Linked DNA regions of Mus musculus: all the other regions are linked to region 4. Evidence: chromatin contacts called from public Hi-C data. All regions are on one chromosome and are shown on one strand. Each heading gives the region's core, a stretch centred on a gene start, on an enhancer-like site or on the middle of the called end of the contact. The rest is flanking DNA. Distances are from core to core; before and after follow the strand shown.

Region 1 (3,544 bases), core at 734-3,233, 300 kb before region 4:
TGGAAGTTTGTCCTTCCCTGGAGCTGTCATATTCACCAAGTTACTACACATGTCATTGGTTTAGACAGTGAACACTAGAAACAACAGTCTGTCTAAGGATTGGGTTTGGGGTCATTGTTTGAAACATGTCCCACTCATCCTGTACACCTGTTGGGCAGTGCCTGGCATTCGCTCGCCACACTTTCTTCCTTCTTACAGTCAGATGAACTGTGAGTGATAACACTATATAGCTAGGAAAGAAATTAGAATCAGACACAAACACCAGTTCAGCTTGCCCAAGTCTCCTCACCTTGGTTTTGGGGTTACTGGACACAGTTGTCACCTATCAGCTTCATCTTCCTGTAGGGGCAGGCATGTTTGCCATGGAGCTAAGACTCTGAGCTGAAAATATTTTAAGCATTGTCAGAAATAATCAAGAAAGCAATGCAAGTGTCTGCTTGGGAAACATTATGGAATCTGGCTGTGCAGGCAGAGGGAAGAGATTTAAGTCCATCCATGTATATCATTAAGAAGATAATAATAAAAACCTTCTGTGGAAACATGTTTTCAGCCTTAGGTTCTAGGAAACTATTTGTCTGGGCGTTTCTTTTTCAGCTTAGAAGTGTAACACAAAGTTCTTATGGGAAACTCTACCCAGCATCTTGATTTATGTCAGTTATGTGTTCCTAAAAAGCTGAAGATAAATCAAACTTCAGTCTTGTGAACTAAATTGCTCCTGGGCTCTTCTTTTGGCCAAGGTAACCCTGCGAGGAATTCTCCTCGGTCTGTGTACAGCGAAGGGTATAATTTTGTGCCCTACTCTTTGGTTTATCACTGAGCTGATATTATCTAAGTTTTCCTTAGGATGCTTCCCAGAAGTGAATGGATGAAATAATGAAGCGGGAAGCTGGGGAGCCCCCAAGCTGAAGTGCCTGGCCCTTCTGCTCCCTCTCTTGAGAAAATGGGACTGTCAGAGAACAGTGAACCTCATTTTTCTCTGCACAGGAAAAGTATACTAAATCTGTTGACTTTTCTTTTTGTCCTTCCCTTCCCCACCTTCCCCCCCCCCTCAGAGATAGGGTTTCTCTGTGTAGCCTTGGCTGTCTTAACTTGATCTGTAGAGCAGTCTGGCCGGGAACTCAGAGATCCACCTGCCTCTACTTAAAATAAAGGTGTGTTCCAACACCTGGCTTCTCCCCTCCTTTCCTCCTCTGTTACTCCTACCTCCAGCCATGCTTTCTGTTTTTTACAGGATCTCAGTAGATTGTAGCTGGCCTTGAACTCGCTGTGTAGCTGAGAATGACCTTAAACTTCTGATTTTATTTCTTATCTCAGCCTTCTAAATACTGGGCTTCTAAGTGTGTGCCGCTGTGTCTAACTTACTTTTAGAGTTTTCTATCCATAAACCCCTAGAATGGCTTGGGATGCCCATAAATGTAGGGGGAAGACATAGAGCCAACATTCCTCAACCCTGTGCTGCCCTGGAAATGGTACAATCTACATGCAGCACAGCGGTCAATGAGAAATTGTTTGCCTATGACTGATGCTGCTCCTGCTGCATGTGGCTCTGAAGTCTATCCTGCCCTTGGACCTGAAAGTGCCTCTAAAACAGAACCAGAAGTGTAGCCTGTTGGGGGGGGGGGGAGAAAGAGCTGCTGGAGAGGCTTTGGGGTGTTCCCCTCCACATGCTGTGCCTGCCCCGCCTCACTTTTCTGGAACATCCACTTAATTGAGTCTATTGCCCCGTGTCCTCCAGATCCCTGGGACACCAGCAAGCATCAAGCAGGTTGACAGAGACTCTGTGTTTTTCCAGGCAAGCACAGCCCTTTGCACCCAGATTGTAACACAATCTTTCCTGTCTGGGGCTTCGGGTACTACAGTGAAAAACTTTGAAAATCTCTTTTATCATTCATCGTCCCCAGACTGAAATCATTTTTGACAACCTCTACAGAAAGCAAGAGGCACTCTGGCTGCTGGCAAGTCAGTTAGAGGGAGGGAACATGTGTTCACTGTCAGCCAAAGCTCCAGAGAAGGCCTGACAACCCTTTAACCCCGGTTCCCAGAGAAAGGACCCAAATGTTTATTTGGAACAAAGTTACCACATTATCTTAAGCATCTTTCTCATTTACTGTGTTTTGTTTTTTCCCAATACAGCAGCCTTACTATAACAGTCCTCAGCCCTCCGTCTTTATTGTGGGAAGCAGCAGATCTGTGTTTGTGTCCTGCCAGGGAAGACTAGAAAAAAGACGATGGTTCATGACTTTCCTTTATGAACTAAACCCTCTTTTCATTTCAGTTTTAACCATCTGACCACAGTTTAAATACCAACACACCAAGGAGTTCACTCACCTCATACAGTGATTCTTCAAAACCAGCCAAGAAGCCGCAGGAGTGAAATTTTCTGAACAGTAGGAAGGCTGCCTAGCCGGCATCCTTAGCATGCTGGGCACTGACACAGCTGTGGAAATGGTTGTGAACCTCGAGGTCTGGAGCCAGAAATGCCTGTGTATTGCTTAAGGCACATGTTACCAAGCAGAACTATTTCTACAGTCCCTAGTTCTTTATAGAACTATTTCTATAGCAACCAGGCTGGAAGAGGGGTGGTGGGGCACTGTAATACCAGAAACTGAGTGTTAGGGGTATGTGTTTGCTTTTTAAAAAGATTGTTTTAATACAGCAATGTTGAAATTACATTGAAGAAAACCCAGCTCTTGGCTCCATAGTCTGCAACCTTGGTGCTTTTTCTCAGTCCTGTAGACTCTGGTGGATAAGGCAATTATTAGTATGTGTGCCCCTGTGTCTCTCATTTTCAAGACCACCAGTGTCAAGGAGGTGGTGGCTTAGAGAGGAAGTCCTGTGGGCACTACCTGGCTCTCTCCAGGGTATCAGAGAGCAACTCTTGCCTCTATGCACTGAGATCTGAGACCGTGTCTCCTCCGCCCCCGGATGCTGCTTTTCTCTCCTTGCCCCCAGTCTGTTTGTCTGTCTCTCTCTAGTGGCTTTTCATGTTGATTCTAAATTATGTTTTTAGTGAAACAAAACTTTGATGACATTATCCATTTTGTGTAATGTTAAGAATTTAACCCAGGGCTTCAAAGATATTAGGTGAGCTCTCCACTAGCTGTAGCCCTGGTGACCCTAATTTGGTTGTTTGGTTGATTTGGCTTGTCTGTTTTCTGATCCTGCATTGGCCTGTTGCTCACTGGAATTATAGATATGTACCATCATCAACTGCCGGAATTCACCACCGTTAACTGCTGGGATTATTTATTTTAAAATGATTAAAAGTTTAAGTATTGTGCAACCACAACTTGTATCTTATCCCCCAAAATTTTTCATGACTCTAGAAGAAGACTATATACCATGAAGCAGTTCACCATACTTGTCCTTCCCCATATCCCATGTAAAGACTAATCTATTCCCAGACGCTGAAGACTCTTATGTTTTGTTACCTACTTTATAGTTAATAGAAATAAAGTCATGTCCTATTGCATCTGAGGCTATACTGGAGCATTAATGAGAATTTCACTCAGCCAATTCCTTTGCATATATGTGCTATCATCTG
Region 2 (3,499 bases), core at 173-2,672, 340 kb after region 4:
ATGCGGAAGCATGCCTTGTTCTGTTTTGTTTTCCGAGACAGGGTTTCTCTGCGTATCCTGGAACTCCCTTTGTAGACAACACTACCTCCCTCTGTGTCCTCACAGAGTCCCACTATGTCTGACTGGTATTTTCCTCTTATAAAGACACCATTCCCTTTGGACCCAAGGCCATCCTAATGACCTGTCCCGTACTGGCTAGTTTTATGTCACCTTGACACAAGCTAGAGTCATTTGAGAAGAAAGACTCCAACTGAGAAAATGCTTCCATAAGATTGGCCTGTAGGCAAATCTGTAGGGTGTTTTCTTTATTAGTGACTGATGAGAATGGGCCCGGTCTATTGTGGGTGGTGCCTCCCCTGGCTGGTGATCCTGGGTGCCATAAGAAAACAAGCTGATCAAGCCATGGAGAGCAAGCACATTCTGAGGTACAGGGGGAGATGTTAAGACTTTAACACATGAACTGGGGGCCCAGAACTCAGCCCTTCTTTAAGGATAGCTAGATACTACATGTTTTGAGGTGTGGCTCTCCAGAGAATGCTGATAAATAAACACACTTAAAACTAACTATACAAATAACGAAGCACCTCTGCCCCGATGGTCACAGGAGTGACTATAAAACCTAGGCATGGTTATATACTCTTCCCAGAAACGATGGGGATCTGTGGATTATAATCTAGGATTCACATAAAGAATACTGCACGCAGCATTAGGGTAATTTTCCTCAAAGGAACAGCTTCGCTTTAATTCTGTACGTTTTAAGATATCCAGAATCACTTTCCCTAAGCAATTATGATTTCACAAAACGCTGTCAGGGCATTTGCAGAGTTTTACTGCCCAGATAGAACCCGATGCCTGGAGCTTTGGGGAGTGATTTATTATTTGCTCTGGTGGAAGGTTGCTAAGTAAGATTTATTCAGTAAGAACAGCCATCTGAACGGTACGTAAGATATGTGTTTGGCTGTGAGGGAGACTTCTTTTTCTCCTTTCTTCAAGTGGGCTTACTCTCTATACTCAGAAATATGCACATTTGCATCCCCACTTTGGTGACATTAGGGGCACTGCTAGGCATTTTGACAAATCAGTTCCTTTCCACTGTTCCCATTTGAACTTTAGCTCTCAGAAACGTTTAACAAACTGTCATACTAAAAACAGCCAAGAGCAGTGCCGAAGACCGTTGATGAAATCTCTTGGGTATCCATCCGCTTTCCATGTTTCATTCTGAATATTTCTTCATTGCATTTTCTGAGGGCTACGGACGTCCTGGGAAGCAAAGCAGCCAATGCTTTCACTCATACCATCTCAGAGAACTCCGATTCTTAAGAAAAAGAAAACAGCGATAATGCCAACTTTGTTTCTCAGAGCTGTAAAAAGTAACAGGCGCCATTGTTGGCCTACTTGCGCCCCCTAGTGTCTATAACGTACTGTTGCTTTTTGCAAAGGGGATGCTGAAGAATTGGAACCAAAGGAAGCTGCTATCCCTATTTTCCTCTACTTAAGATACAATAACCTCCTTCACGCCAAGGTGGCCGGCACTTTGTAGCTCGCCTTCTCCCCAGAAGGTCTGCATTTCATCGAGAGCACTGAGGCAGAGGCAACGCTGCTTGATGGCAAAAATTCAGGCAGAAGAAAGCAGTTTCCTTTGCACTCAGGCTGGGGTTTGGAGTGGGTACAGTGGAACTTTTAAAGAGTCATCAACACCTCTAATCCCTGCCCTTCTACCAGCAGACAGAGGGGGGAAACAACACATCTCTTGCTTCTGCTTCTACACTAGGCCATCCCCATCCCTGTGCCTGGCTGAAATTTCAGCTCTGGGTGGCCATGTCCAGCAGGGTACCTCACCAAGAGCACAGCAACCGGGTGGAAACACATGGGAATGTTCTGGGCGGAGTCCAACAACCCTCCCAAGGCTCCCTGTGTAGGTCAGGGAGTTCTGAGGGCAGACTGCCATTCTCCAAGACAGCATTAGACTGAAGCAGGCAGCACGGAGCAGAGCAGAGTGGTGAGAGGGAGGCTGGACAGGGCTAGGTAGGAGAGGTTTCTGAGCTCTGGCCTCAGCTCCTTACTTAACTTCTCCCAGGTATTTGGAATTGGCTTCTTCCCCAATTAGAAGAAACGGTGGACACCATACAGCCAGTGCCCCAGTGCAGTCCAGACAGAACCTTGAAGAAAATAGGAGGGATGTGCACACCACAGGGAAGCTGCAGGCTCACCGCCACCAATTCACACCCGCTCTCAGTCCATAACCCCAGGGGAGATCGTAGCAAGTGGCAGAGAGTCCAAGGTTGGATTCAGTGTTGTTTCAAATGTGTATAGTGGGACAACTCGAATAGAACCTGAATAGGCTCTGGCGGGCCTGAGTTTGAATCTCAATTCTGCCTGATTATCTCTATAACCTTCAGCAAGTTTTCTGTCCTTTAACTGCCTGCTCAGAGGTTAGATCCTCCAAACAGGCCCCTCAGAGGACCCCGCAGAAAGGGGCATGTTCCTTCCTTATGTGTCTTGAACTTCATAATCCCTTACAGTTTTTGTTCAGAACACATATAAACACCTCTCATAATTTTATAGTCTGGTTACGAAGTAAGATGTTTGATTTCCTCCCTGTTCAGTGAGGGCGGGGACCACAGCACAGCTCTCCTCCCTCACCCCCACCCACCCCCATCCCTGCCAGCTTATCTCAGGGAGGGACATGCAGAATACACACAATAAAAAGTTTAAGAGATTAATTCATTGGACTAAGCTTTTGCCATTTTATTTTAACACATTAACATACCACTTCCCTCCTAGGTGTGTTGTTGTAAAGGCTAAAGAGGTATAGGTATAGATAATATAGATACTGATGGTGTATATATAGGAATAGGTAGAGCGGTTGTAAATGACATGATAGAGATGATATATAGATATATAGATTACCTTGATATAAGTATATATAAAGATCATATGCATATAAATAAGTATTCTTCCCTATTTTTGCACAATGTAGGTGGCCTAAACAGGATGGTTCCTTTGCCACCATTAGAGACTCATCATAGCAGGCCCCACTGGCCACTGAGGGGTGAACTATCAGACTGGCAAACCAGAGGCCTGAACAATCCACAGATTCCACCACAGGCCCCTGAATAATCAAAACTAGTTGGCACCTTACGATTAATCGCCTTTTCTCTCTAGATGTCCCTTGATGGCAGGAAAAGTTACCTCCAGCTTCCCGCTCCTTCCTGTCCCAGATAGAGAGCAGCCAGAGGGACTGTAAATTCATCCCTAACGTTTCCAGTTGTTTGAGTTATGTTCTACCAGAACTAAGAAGGTGACTTTAAAAACAGGAGGGAGAAATAAAGGTTGCACTTCCCAGAGCAGAGAACAGGTGTAAAATGAAGCTGAACTTTAATACGAGCCCGCCCTGGAGGAGAAAGCACTAAGAATATTTTTATAGAAATCTTGCATTATGGGTAATTCTTTTAAATCCAAGCTTCAACTTGCATGACACTGAGACATAAGTCTACCA
Region 3 (3,441 bases), core at 680-3,179, 310 kb after region 4:
GATGAAGAAAGGTGGCACAGCTCCCACACAATCAGGAGGAGCAGAAGATGCTATTTACCATGGCGCTCTGCAGGAGTCCTCACACTCCAGCAAACCCCGCATTTTTGGAGGAGATCAGGGGGGAGGGGGAGGACGCTGCAAAGATGGCTCAGTGGTTAAAAGCACACACTGCTCTTGCAGAAGACATGAGTTCAGTTCCCAGTGTTGATATTCTGTCTGGACTCCACCCCCAGTTTCCTGGCAGCAGCGAGGTAGGCCTGGCCCACTATAAAAGGGGCTGCTTGTTCTCTTACTCTCTCTTACTCCTGCTCCTCTCCCTTGCCTCTTGCCCCTTGTTCCCCATTCCACACACACACACCCCACACACATGGTCATGGCCTCTATTTCTCTACTCTCTCTTTCTGTCTCTACTACTCTCTTAATTCCCCTCCCCATGCCCTGAATAAACTCTATTCTATACTATACCATCATGTGGCTGCTCCCTCAGGGGGAAGAGATGCCTTGACATGGGCCCACCGAGGGACCCCCTTCCCCCATACCTCAGCACACTCCCATAGAACATTTTAGAGTTCTTTATCGTTTTATAACTATAACACCCAGCACCCATGTAGGATGACTCACAACCACCAGTAATCTAGCTCTAGGGGATCCAATGCCTTCTCCTAGCCTCCTCAAGTACCTACAGACACACACACACACACACACACACACACCACACCACACACAAACACTTTTTTTAATAAAATAAATCTTTAAAAAGTTGAGAATCCTCCTCCGGACAAGGCAGGTCTTTGTGTTGCCCTGTACCTGCCTCTAAAGGAACTCAAGCCTCCAGCTCAGGGACACTGACCCAGTTAGTTAAGTGAGAGTGCCCCACCCACACCCTCACTCCCACCCCTATCACGCTTTTCCACGATCTCCTAACTAGACTCTGATAGAGCAGACTTCCCAGTTACACATCACCACCATGCCTACTGGCCTGAGTCACTTACTCAGTAGCCATACTCCCTTAATAAAGGCAGGACGCAGTAACAAGAAAGCAACAGCCAGTGTATTTGTCAGCTGACATCCACACGTAGCCTCACTCTGTCAACACAGGCACTGTCTACACGGGTGCCTACAACTCCAAGCCCTTCAACATATCTGACTCCTCGAGCCCACGCTTATGGTGTAATTCTATCAAACAGACAGGGACTGGTTGCCAAATACATCCAGGGCCAAGAGATCGCCCTTCACTGTTAGAGGCTCCTACAGCGTGACCAGGAGAACAGCCTCTCCATAACCTAAAAAGGAAAGCAACTCACCCTAAGTCCATGCTTGTATCAAGAGCAGCCTTCTTCAGCATCAACTGCTGTCTTTCATTTGACTCAAAAATATTTTTTAACTAGCAATAAAATGTATTCCACTGTGATCCCATGCTGAGAGAGAAGTCTATACTTGGTGGGAAAGGCCCTCTGTCCCAGCATATTCTTCCAGACTATTACAGAACAGGGAAAACTATATCTGAGAGTTGAGTCCAACCAGAGGCGAAGTCCCAGTCTCTGATTTCATTTAAAAAAAAAAAAAAAGTTCACTGCTGCTCCCCTCCCCCACACTGTGAAAACTACCACCTTCCAGAGATCAATAAAAAAGGTCCCACACAGTTGCAAAAGACAAGGTTTTCTCCCTTTATAAGCACACTTGAAAGATGGGGGGAGGTCTTGAGGGTGAAAGTGATCTAAGGACACTGTGTATATAAAGTTCCTCTAGAACTTGGTTATTTCATTTTTTCTTGGAATAGCACACACTGTGCCTTCTACCCTGAGTAGCTCAAACAGCACCCAGTGTCAAGGCCGAGCCTTTGGTTTTAATCAGGGACTAAAGCCTAGAACGTTAGACAAAGAGAGCAGTTGCTGGTTACAGTACCGAGGGGACCATTAAAGGTGATTTCTCAGTTCGCTGAGCTCACCCTCAGAAACAGCCACATGCTTTGCTGAGAAGCATCCGCAGGACACGGTGCACCTCCCAGCTATTTATTTAACTTTATGTGGCTGTCATAAAACTTTTTTATTTGCTTTCAGTTAGACCATAGGTTTTGACAAGATAAATTTTTATTTAGGTCTTTGCCCAGCTACAATCAGAAACAGGAGACTCACCCTCCAAGGCTGATAGATGGATTAATCAAAGCAATTCCCCGCCCCACGTTCCTTCCAGCAACCACAGGGATCAACACACAGAGTTTTTCCTTAATTAAAGAAACTCAGCAACAAGGTGATTTACCGATGATGGATCTTGCAGGCCCTTTCATTGTGTGGTCACTGTTGGCCACTGTTTGAAATTTACCAACATAAATAAAACCTCTCCATGACTAAACAAAGTTAAAGTAGCAATAAATTGAGGCTGCCATGTCCTCTGAGCTAGATCTGAGGCCAACATAAATACCAGAATGCCTTGGCTGTGACATGCTTGACACAATGACATCATGCACTCCCAGAAGGAACAGCCTCGCCCAAGCCAAAGCCTCAAACCGAACACAATTCCCCTAAATGAATCAAATTGCAATGGTCTAGACTCGCCCGTTCTAAGGACTCCACTCTGCCTTCCTCGCCCTTTTCTGTCGAGCAATCGCATTAAAAATAATCTATACGCTGATCTAAATTTTACTTTTTCTGCACGATTAAATTTTGGCAGGAGTAAATCTCTGCAATTCACACTTCCTGGGAATGTTTGGAAAGTCACTAAAAACTCAGGATTTATCAGCTTAAGGTCCAGCCACTGCCGTGCGACCCTGTGGTCTATCTGCTACTACCTTTAGTGGTGGCCCAGGGCAGTGCTTGCCACAAGACCAACACTCTTCACTTAAAAGTAACTGGGCACCAGCTTCCCTCCCCCAGGCCTTGCTTTGTCCGCATCTAGCAACATGCTGTAATGGAATGCCTCTATGCATCAAGAAAGCCAGCCTACACTGGGGCCCGTCAGCCCTCACACCACTACTCAGAGGAGAGAGGGGAGAAACGTTGAAAATGCACTTGGAGGATGGCAAATTAAAAATGGAGAAAGTCTAATAACTAATTGGTGAAATCATAAAAGCTGCCGTAAAAGACATTTTCCTTAAACTACTTTACACAAGGCTATATAATTTTATGTCACTTTTTATTTATGTTGCTGTAATGAAAGCTGTTCTGGGAGATGAAGGGCTTCTGAAGAGAGAAATTGAACTACTTCTGAGAGGAGGAAAAAGCCTGCAGACCTAGGGCTTGGGACAGATTCCTTCAGAAAGACAGGAGGGCTGGGAGGGCTATCTGTTCACTCCTAAACACCTCTGAGTCAGTATTTTGCCATAAGGGGCCAGTGAAATGGCTTAGCAGGTAAAAGGACTTGCCACCAAGTCTGATGACTTGAGTTTGACCCCTGGGACCCACATGGTTAATTGGGAAAAACTGACTCTGGAAAGTTGTTCTC
Region 4 (3,753 bases), core at 325-2,824:
CTGTCACAAAATGCTGTGGATGGTGGGAATTTTCTCAGTGAGTGTGAGAAAGAAGTAATATAATGACCATAACATTGCTATAATTATATTCATAGAGGGTGTCTTAGTCAGGATTTCTATTCCCTCACAAACATCATGACCAAGAAGCAAGCTGGGGAGGAAAGGGTTTATTCAGCTTACACTTTCCACATTGCTGTTGATCACCAAAGGATGCAGGACTGGAACTCAAGCAGGTCAGAAAGCATGAGCTGATGCAGAGGCCATGGAGGGATGTTCTTTACTGGCTTGCTTCCCCTGGCTTGCTCAGCCTGCTCTCTTATAGAACCAAGACTACCAGCCCAGAGATGGCACCACCCACAAGGGGCCTTTCCCCCTTGATCACTAATTGAGAAAATGCCTTACAGTTGGATCTCATGGAGGTATTTCCCCAACTGAAGCTCCTTTCTCTGTGATAACTCCAGCCTGTGTCAAGTTGACACAAAAGTAGCCAGTACAGAGGGGTAACAACAGTCCATTAGTAACAGTAGTAAACATGGCCTCTCTTCTGCACCAGGCTTTACTTTCACAGGGCAACAAAAATCCCTGTAGGAAACCTGACCTTATTCCACTGTATAATAGAAGAAGTAGAGAATCAGAGAGATGAATTAACTTGTCCAACGACACAGTTAGGCCCATTCTGTTGCTTCAGACCCAAGTCATATTTCCCTCTTTCATTTTCTTTGGCTCTGTAGGTCAGCTGCTGCAGGCTTTTGCCCAAATATTCAACCCTAAATGTTCTGTAATTCACAGCCAGAAAAGATTTTGACACTTTTGTGATGTGAATGCTGAGAGTCAACCACATTTCCTAACCACTGTGTTACTTGAGTGATAAACAAGGAAGTAAGCAGACAATAAAGGAGGGGAGGAGAAGCAGCAGCAGAAAGAAGAGGACCAGGGAGAGGAGGAGAAGCAGAAGGAGATAGTGGTGCTGGTATTCATTCACTTATATTTAGAGAGTGCCCACCACAAGCTGGTCACTTTTCAAGACACTGAGAATAGGGGTGAAATGGGGTTTTCTGACCCTCACAGAATATCTCATCCTGCTAGCTGCTATCCTTGGCTGTCCCTAATTGCACCACAAAAAAAGCCATTTCCGCCTCTGCAAAGGGCATTCAGACCCCATAGACCCGAGGAGAGAGGCAGGTCACCTTGTAATCGGTTCATACAAAAAGATGTGCAGAGACTGGGTTTTATAGGACTTAGAAAATTATCCCCCAGCGGCTGTCTGAGAGAACTCTCTCAGCCGTCTCCCCCATTGGTGAGAGGGATGAGCAGGGAAGTGAAGAAAACAGATGGCAAACTCCAGAATGCCATGGCTGAAAGACACATGCTCCGAAGGTGGGCGGCTCTGCCAGACCTCAGCTTAATATGGACCACGTGTGGAATCCAAGGGCTGCGTTGAGATGGTACGTTTGCATCCAGTCACCACAAATGGTTATTTCCTTTTAAAGGGCTTTTGCAATGCTGCCCGCTCCTCCTCCCGGGGCAGACTCCTTGCTGCCAAGCCTATTTTTATGGTTTGTCTCCAAAACAAGTGCAAAATAGTGTTGGCTTTAGTGGAATCCTCCCTCTGGCCTCCGAACGCCATCTGCAAGCTGAGGGGAACAGTAAACAGAACAGGTTAAGTCACTCATTACTAATATTTTCCTTAAGCTCTGAAACTTTTTAAACAAACAACAACAACAATTGTCTCATAATAACCTTCCAGAGGTTAACCGCCAGCAGGTGGTCCGGCTCAGCTGACATGCAACCCAGACAGCTGTTTGATTATAAACTGTGGGTTCTTATGGCGATCTGGGGAAAACTTCTTGCCGAAAAGGGGTCTTCTCTTAAAAATCCCTAATGAAACAACACATAAATGTCAAAATGACAAAAATAAGGAAGTGTGTCATAGACTAAGCATTTTAATGTCCTTCCTGGCTTCCTCCAGAGTGTACTCTGGACCTAGCCACATTTAATGGAACGGATTCCGAAAGAGGCGGTACACAGCATGAATTTTTATGACCCAAATAAAACTTGAAGAGAAGTCACTTTCTCTGCCGCAGTCAGTGTCCACAGCAGATGTGTGGGAGGCTCAGGTTTCAAATCAGCCACCCAAGCCAACATTTTACCTGGACCCTGAGGCATACAGAGTAAATGCCCGGATGTAAAGAAACCCAGAGATATGTAGCATTATCCTGTCTGTCCCCGAGCCATTAAAACATGGCGTGGATTCCCCCTGGGATGCCTTTGCAGAACTAGTGAAAATTCTGAGAGTTGATAAAATAAGTGGAGAATGGGGGATGAAAAGTCTCTAATCAAAACCTTACATTAACACCACATAGCCCCACAGAGTGATGGCTGCGGCTGTGTTCTTCCCTGAATGCTGAAGTTAGACAAAAGAAAATCACTCCCTAAGTCAGTATTTACTTACTGGTGTATTATATCACCATCAAGAACATTTCAGAAAGTTCATAAAACAAAATAAAAAAAAATTGAACCTTTTTATATGGAAATCAAATGCTAACATACAAAAGGCATGGGACTCCCAAGTAAAAAGTTACAATGGCAGTCCCCTGTGTTTGAAATAGTATTAAGGAATAAAAATTTAAAGGCAAAAGAGAATTTCACATATCCTAGTTTAGTTATGGTAACTTAGTATGGAAGTGAGATTGCAGAATACGAAAAAGACAGTTTGGGGGCTGGTCCATGTTTGATGGGATCTTCGGATCCATCCATACAGGCAAGAATTAGCATCCCAGGCAAACCCCAAAGACAGGATGGGCAGAGAAGAAAAAGAAAGCCTCCACACTCCTGTTGGTGTCACAGAAAAACCAGAGCTGAGCAGCAAAGTAACTACAGATTCTTTTCAGAGAAGAAAAATTATTGCAATAGATCAAAGGAGGCCTCCAAAAAGAATCAAGCAGAAATGGATGGCCCAGAAGTGGGATGGAGGGAGGGGCTACAGATGAAGAATAACAAAGAAGAGACATCACAGGTGAGCCATACTCCAGGAGTCTTGATAAGTCAGGCCAAGGTGATAAGACCTAAGGGGAGCTGGGGCCATGAGGAACTTAATCAGACACTAAAGACAATCAGGTATAGAGGAGTTTGGCCAAACAAAATTAGCAGAATTTTTGCAAGGCCTGACAAACACAGAGGTGCTATGAACCCCATGCCCAGCTGGGAGAAGGTAAATAAGGGCTTAACTAAATGGTGGTTCAAGAGAGGATCTGTCACTGTTTTGAAGAAAGAGGGTGGCAGGGTCATTAAAGCAGCAAGCACTACTTAATTCTGATAAAAAAAAAACTGAGTCTAGTCAAGATCCTTTGAGGGATTTTATGTAATGCAGACCTGCACCGTGGACTGTGCCATTTCTTATTAAGGGGATGGTCGTTGGAGTTTAATAGGAAAGATTTCCCACTGGTCATATTTTGGACTCTTGATCCCAAGCCTTGATGGTGGTGCTAGGTTGGGAAAGGCGAAAAACTTTAAAAGATGGGATCTAGCTGAAGAAAATAAATCTCTAGGGGTGTTTGTGTGCCTTTGGAGGTTGTGTCCTCTGTCTCTGCACCTCTCTCTTCACTCTTCCTTCTCTCCTCCTCTCTGCCACCTCCTCCCTCCCCATAGCCCTCTGGGGACTAAGACACAGCCTGACTGCAAGCACATGCTATAAAATACTCATCAAGCACATGGCATGGAACCTCCCTCTTGCTCTGAAGCCTGAAAGAAGGG

What was found. A called contact is a pair of places that touch in the nucleus more often than the background predicts.
Region 1: a Hi-C map of uterus shows a contact between it and region 4. The contact joins two enhancer-like sites. A contact is called at or near these places in 3 of 484 Hi-C or Micro-C datasets (hematopoietic stem cells and uterus).
Region 2: a contact with region 4 is called in a Hi-C map of uterus, with 5 times the contacts expected there. The contact joins two enhancer-like sites. A contact is called at or near these places in 9 of 484 Hi-C or Micro-C datasets (embryonic fibroblasts, embryonic stem cells, myocytes and 3 more), 2 of 115 datasets of contacts at active chromatin or transcription factors (craniofacial prominence and embryonic stem cells) and 1 of 9 other capture datasets (embryonic stem cells).
Region 3: a contact with region 4 is called in a Hi-C map of uterus, with 7 times the contacts expected there. The contact joins two enhancer-like sites. A contact is called at or near these places in 5 of 484 Hi-C or Micro-C datasets (all in uterus) and 1 of 9 other capture datasets (embryonic stem cells).

What each region holds. Positions count from the first base shown.
Region 1 is chr11:19,118,643-19,122,186 of GRCm38.p6, forward strand. No RefSeq gene overlaps it. Among named protein-coding and RNA genes, the nearest start is that of 4933406G16Rik, 55 kb to the left of the region's middle. Within about 2 kb of position 1,984, at least 17 of the 459 cell types and tissues checked have an H3K27ac peak or open chromatin away from gene starts, as enhancers often do. A contact at or near this core is called in uterus, where this site is marked.
Region 2 is chr11:19,759,854-19,763,352 of GRCm38.p6, forward strand. No RefSeq gene overlaps it. Among named protein-coding and RNA genes, the nearest start is that of Gm39602, 19 kb to the left of the region's middle. Within about 2 kb of position 1,423, at least 34 of the 459 cell types and tissues checked have an H3K27ac peak or open chromatin away from gene starts, as enhancers often do. A contact at or near this core is called in nephron progenitors and uterus, where this site is marked.
Region 3 is chr11:19,735,147-19,738,587 of GRCm38.p6, forward strand. All of the region lies in intron 1 of Gm39602 (a long non-coding RNA gene), which reads right to left. Among named protein-coding and RNA genes, the nearest start is that of Gm39602, 5.8 kb to the right of the region's middle. Within about 2 kb of position 1,930, at least 35 of the 459 cell types and tissues checked have an H3K27ac peak or open chromatin away from gene starts, as enhancers often do. A contact at or near this core is called in uterus, where this site is marked.
Region 4 is chr11:19,422,582-19,426,334 of GRCm38.p6, forward strand. No RefSeq gene overlaps it. Among named protein-coding and RNA genes, the nearest start is that of Gm39601, 190 kb to the right of the region's middle. Within about 2 kb of position 1,575, at least 41 of the 459 cell types and tissues checked have an H3K27ac peak or open chromatin away from gene starts, as enhancers often do. A contact at or near this core is called in nephron progenitors and uterus, where this site is marked.